Regions from separate parts of the Drosophila melanogaster genome. Here region 1 is linked to region 2. Evidence: chromatin contacts called from public targeted proximity ligation data. All regions are on one chromosome and are shown on one strand. The core of a region is the stretch at or near the end of the contact, and the rest is flanking DNA. Distances in the headings are between cores, read along the strand shown. Region 1 holds the start of lncRNA:CR45750 (long non-coding RNA:CR45750). Region 2 holds the start of modSP (modular serine protease).

What was found.
Region 1: a targeted proximity ligation map of the Kc167 cell line shows a contact between it and region 2, with 9 times the contacts expected there. A contact is called at or near these places in 23 of 107 Hi-C or Micro-C datasets (the D17-c3 cell line, the Kc167 cell line, the ML-DmBG3-c2 cell line and 7 more) and 3 of 7 datasets of targeted methods (all in the Kc167 cell line).

The regions. Positions count from the first base shown.
Region 1 is chr3R:16,799,159-16,802,179 of dm6, reverse strand. lncRNA:CR45750 (long non-coding RNA:CR45750) reads right to left here and starts at 1,580. Exons shown (of 1, transcript NR_125187.1): 1 at 977-1,580. It overlaps lncRNA:TS16 (long noncoding RNA: testis-specific 16), which reads right to left and starts at 881. Exons shown (of 1, transcript NR_125188.1): 1 at 303-881.
Region 2 is chr3R:16,654,395-16,657,199 of dm6, reverse strand. It overlaps modSP (modular serine protease), which reads left to right and starts at 1,538. Exons shown (of 6, transcript NM_080515.3): 1 at 1,538-1,760; 2 at 2,434-2,737. The coding sequence starts at 1,694. It overlaps Ubx (Ultrabithorax), which reads left to right. Exons shown (of 2, transcript NM_206497.3): 2 at 1-577.

The sequences.
Region 1 (3,021 bases), core at 331-2,830, 140 kb before region 2:
TTTCTAAAAGGCCACATTTTGAAAATGTATATTAAATTTTCATTTCTAATCCCTCGTTCCTTGCTAGCACTTTATGCATAACATAAATACTTTTAAACAATTGATATGCTGATTAAATAAGTAATAAATTAAATAGCCCAATTACGAAGCTTATAAACGCTCTTCATACCTTCGAAACAAATCTCCAAATTGAATTTTATCAGTGTTTATTTTCACTGCATTGTATTTATTTGATATGTAGATTACCTTTAAAAATGATACAATGAAAAGCACTAAACGGGACAGATATGGCGGCAGATATTGCCCAGTTTCTATGAGCCGATGAAGTCGATATCAGAGGTATGCATATGCATAGTGGTCGGATAGCTCTTTCACCCGAATCAATAGAAGGTTGATTTCAGTTTAGAGATAGAGTCACACCAAATTCCACGCATAGGTGGGATCTGCTCGGATTACTGGGCTCTCTCATCGGAGTAACTTGCAATTCGAGCCGAGAATCTCCCGCATTTTGTTCTGAAGTCGGCCATCATGTGCATATTTTTATGTATCCAAGTCGGGGCCTCTCTACCTGTGCGTTTGATCCCAAAGATGCAATTTATCTTATTTGTAGCCCCTTTATGGGCCATCTTGCTTTTGGCCATTGTCTCGTCTGCTGGGGTCTTTTGTATTCCGTTTCCTCCGTCCCTCCCCATTGATTCCACTATTTCTGACTGTGCGCCTCCGCGCGAGTTCGGTTTCGGTTTTAATTTAAAACGAAATGGAGATTCCGAAGATATGAGACCGCACCGTAGACTCAGACCACATGCTTACACTGGAAAAAGTTAATATTATCCAGATCTATAGCAAATTCAATGCTTTTAAATTTAAAAACGGAGTCGAATGTCAATGTTAGGTACCAAATATATATGATATATTGAAAAACAAAATGAATTTATTTTTACAGCCATGTAATGTTAGTGGTTTAGATATATTTTTTGTTAAATCGCTTTCATAAGCGGCTTTACTATTAATTATAAAGGTTTATCATTATTAATGTATAGATGGTGTATAGAAAGTGACAGAAATCACTTTCGGTCTCCCAGTTTTTCCAGGTGCACTGCGCCTAAGCCTGCCCAATTCCCGAGTCCCGGTCCCCATCCGTTTACCCCTCCCCAATCGTGGGTCTCCGCCTCTGACTATGCGCGCTTCACTCGAAATGGAACGAATGACTTTGTCTGTGATAATTTATGGCCACAAGCCGAAAACTTGCACCACAAACTGAGACCCAGACTCAACTTTGTGTCACTGCTGTCTCAGAAACCCTGCTCTTTTCAGTTCGTCTCCTGGCCGTCCTTTATACATATACATATATATATATATATATATAAACAGAGGTATGGAAGTGTGTTGCCACAAAAGTTTTTGCGTTGCGGTTTCGGATTACAGTTCTTAACCCTTTCACAGAGGAAGGCACCGCGCTGGTATGGCTCATTTTCGAAATTCTGGGGAAAAGTTTTCCTGCGCTCGGCGCTCGAATTAATTAAAATTTTAAATCGCGTCTGTAACTGTTCCTGACGCGTCCGTGTTTCTCTTGTTTCTGTGAGGCTGTATTCAATTCGGATTAAATTTAATTCAATTCCATATGCAAATGTCGCGCATGTTAGCTTGATTATGTGTTAATCTCATTGGGCCTCAAAGCCCCTGCCCCTGCCCCTCAATTTCGATACGATTCCGATTCTCTGCATCGTTTTTATGGACCGCAAGATGTCGTAGGCACAAATTTATCGCTGCCATTAATTGTAACATAAATTTATTTTATTTTAACATTTCGCATTGGCGTTGTCGTTGTCGTCGTCTTTATCGAAGGCGCATTATACTTATAAGTCGGCATTTAGCCAGACTCGGACCGAAACAGAAACACAGACTCGAACTGCAAGGCCTGGTTCGAATTGTAAACTTGTTTCCGAGCCGACAACACCGAAAACCGTTGGCGGCTTTTATTTCAGCCAAACCGCCAATTGAATCATTTTTATGGAGCTCATTTAAAGCACTGAAATACTCGCTCCACATCCCAGCTGTCGTCTCGATTGGCCGTTGTAACTTAGCATCCGACAGATACAAGTGGAGGGAGCGGAGCGGTCGAGTTTGGTAACAGAATCATTCGAAGAAAGCAAAATGCCGTAGGAGCCATTAGCCCTATCTGCCCAGATAAGCCAAACTTGTTTGCATCTCAGCGGGCTTTGTCTTTCAACTTGTGATTCCGCACATGAAATGCTTTATATTTGTATGCGGGAATAACTTATTTTAACAATCCGTCAATCAAAACTTTGCCCCAGATTTGTAATGAAACTGTTCCATTAATAAAGTCTATTAAAATTGCATACATTAATGTTGAAATTCTATTTATTATTAACTACCTTGTTTAAATATTTTTTAGTGAAAGCACTTGATGAAACACATTAACTACAAAGGACACATTTTAAACTTGATACCAATATCGTTGAATAATCAAAAAGTTGTATTACTTATTTGCTTACCTCACATATTTAGTTGTACTTTGCCTTTATCGATGGGATCGCTTTATCCATATCTAAAGGCGAAATATAAATATTCATAACGCGATAGAACCAGTTCCAGATGAAACAAGACATTGTATACATGGGTACTGAATGGGAAATAAACAATTTAAACTGACATAACTTATTGAGGTACAAATTAAGTCGCAAAATTGAGCGAATACAGTTCGCGCATTTTCAAGATACAATCAGCAAAGCAATTCAAATGATTTTATTTCGCAACTCCATATGGGTTTTATTTATATTTTATGCATACCGAGGTTATAATCGGACACATAAAGTGCACGTTTTGATGAGCTGATACATAATTCGGAAATATTAAAGGAGATGAGTGTACAACTAATTAACTCCTTTTGGCAAAGGGAGTGGCTCATCCAAAATTGAATTACAAAATAACTTTATGAAATCATGAGTAATTTTTAAGTGATGATAACGAAGCCCCTAAAAAGATTATTTACTGTACATT
Region 2 (2,805 bases), core at 289-2,788:
ATGCGTGGATCGAATGGGATGTCCCCGCCACCGCAAACCAAGAATAGACGCTAAAATACAATACATAAATATTTAAACGTGGATTATCGTAGCAACAGATATACGTAAAAGGAAGACGATTCGGTGAGGTCTTGCATACAGTACTGCATCCGACCACTTACCTACTACTTACTTACCAGTGCATTCGTAGTAAATAGTTAAATAATCGCTACTTACTTGTACATTTGCTAGTGGCTTTTACTTTAAACTCTCTGACCCTCGGCCGAGCAGGCCTATCCATAAGAGACTACTACTTTTCCTATATACCTACTTCATCCGATCAGATCAGACCTACAGATACTTTGCGGTTACATTTTCTACTTGTAATTTCCCCTCCCCGCGATCGAAGATTGGACCCGCAGGCTCCGTTCATACTTAATCGATGTAACTCTAATTTAATGCCATTCTATGTTAGCTCCGTAAGTTGTAAATTATCAATATAAACTACACGTAAAAAGAACAAACACAAAACAAACAGCAACCAGTGAGAATGTGGAAAATGAAACAAATAAATTAAACAAAACGATTTAAATAATTTAAAAGATGCCTTTGGATTATTAATGTGAAATAGTTGGTTTCGGAATTGTAGGTAATTCGAAAGGATAGTTTTGCGGTACTCTTAAAATAGCAGTCCTTCGTTCTACATTTTTAATAGCAATATTCTCCATTTGGCGCCATACTTTCTTGGCTTAGGAAGTATCTTGTTCCAAGAAAGCCAATAAAACGTTAAGTTTTTCTTGCCGTGCTATCCAGGAATAAAATTTTCAGTGGAAATTCAAACCATACAAATGTAAAGGTATATTTTACACACGTGTAATGTAGACTTCGTAGTTTCTACATCTTACGCTATGCGTAGAACGGATGGAAATGAATATCGATCTGAAAAAGATTACGGGGAAGCCAATCCTTATTTCGAAGATCTGGCAGCACTAGCGTCAAAAAATTTAATTTCCAAAAAAATTGAGAATTTAAAAAAAACGTAAAATTTTTTTTTGGTGTTTATAAGATTGTCATTTTTATTTAAGCGTTTTTATTAATTGAATAAATTTTTACGACTGACTTTTTATGTAAAAAATGATATCGGTACATTTCGAAAACTACTTCTTTAAAAATAAAAGAAATTGATTTTTCAATTAATTTCCTTAAATTCTTTCAAAAGAATTTAGCTAAACGCCCACTTTTAGCGCGGACTCAAACCATTGAGAGAAAAGTCTCCAAAATGAATTTGGTAAAAGTTTAATACACGAGAGAATGCTATAGTCGACTTCCCCGACAATCAGATACCCAATACTCAACTAGTGGAAGTGCGAACACGAAATTTCATATTTTATTTTTCTGCGATATCGATAGATATTGATGAATGAAATGAGATATAAATACTACACTCACTCGACTTATATTATGAACTGCAGCTCTAAGCACTCCAATCGATACTGATGAGGTGCTCTTAAAACGTGTTTTCAGATTGGTATGAGATTCGGCTTGAACACATTGGAGCTCAGTTCGCTTTGTAAGCTCGGTCGGAGTCGTTCTTAGCTCGGCGGCAAGTGCTTTCCAGACGACTTTAATCAGCACGCACTTGTTTTAGGCATACCTATGTGATTGCCTTGTGCACCTGGATCGAGTGCATAACAGTGCATCAGAAATAAGGATTATGCAACTAATATCGTTTTTATCAAATCCATTGTTCTTCTGCGCGCTTTTATTGAAATTCAGAACAAGTGAGTAAAGTTCAAAATGATAATACAAATGGAACGAAAATAAACACTTTCTGTACATATGTACATATGTAAATGCGTTGTTCTCGAAGAGAGATTCTCAGAACACGATTTGAGCCGGTTCATCTTGAAATCGCGATCTGTTTATCTCTGTCGATTTTCAGTTTGTTTATTACACTCCAGGGTGCTGACTAAGTGTGAAGGGAGAGAGAATGTTTACGGAAATAAATAATAAAAAACGCGGTAATTTAGTTAAGCTGCGGTAGTTTTAACAGGCAGCTTAACCCACTCAAATGCTAAGAAAAATAGCTATACAACATTACACAATCGCAATAATCAAATGAGGAAAAAAATAAAATAAAATAAAGAATATTAAAAGCGCAATAGGGATTATCAATTTTTCTGCCGATTTGCATAAATTGTAAATGTAGGGAGAAAAGTTACTAAGTTACTTAACGTAAGTTTTCATTAAACTTAAATTTAAAGTGTAGTTTATATATTAAGTATATATGAGTAACAAATCTCTTACTCTTAAAAAATTTAAGAACCAAAAGTAAAAGTGCTCTAAATGAATGAAACTTGATTCCAATATATGTGGTTTCGCAATCAGAACAATTAAGTAAAGGAACACGCGATTGTCCTTATAATATAATAATCGAAAGGATCATTTTTGAAGTATTTGCGGCATGTGACAGCTCACAGTTTGAGTGCGACAACGGCAGCTGCATTTCGCAGTACGATGTCTGCAATGGCGAGAAGAACTGCCCGGATGGATCCGATGAGACGGCGTTGACCTGTGTCTCCCAGCGGCAGCACTGCACCAAGCCCTATTTCCAGTGCACCTATGGAGCATGTGTGATCGGGACAGCTGGGTGCAATGGAGTCAATGAGTGCGCAGATGGTTCCGATGAGACCAGGTTGAGATGCGGCAACGAGGACGATATACGGCAGCACGACCGACGGCTTCAAGGCAATTGCAAGTGAGTACTGAAATGTAGAATGTAGATAACAGGATGAGGACTAGGAATGGATACATTAATTGCTTCTC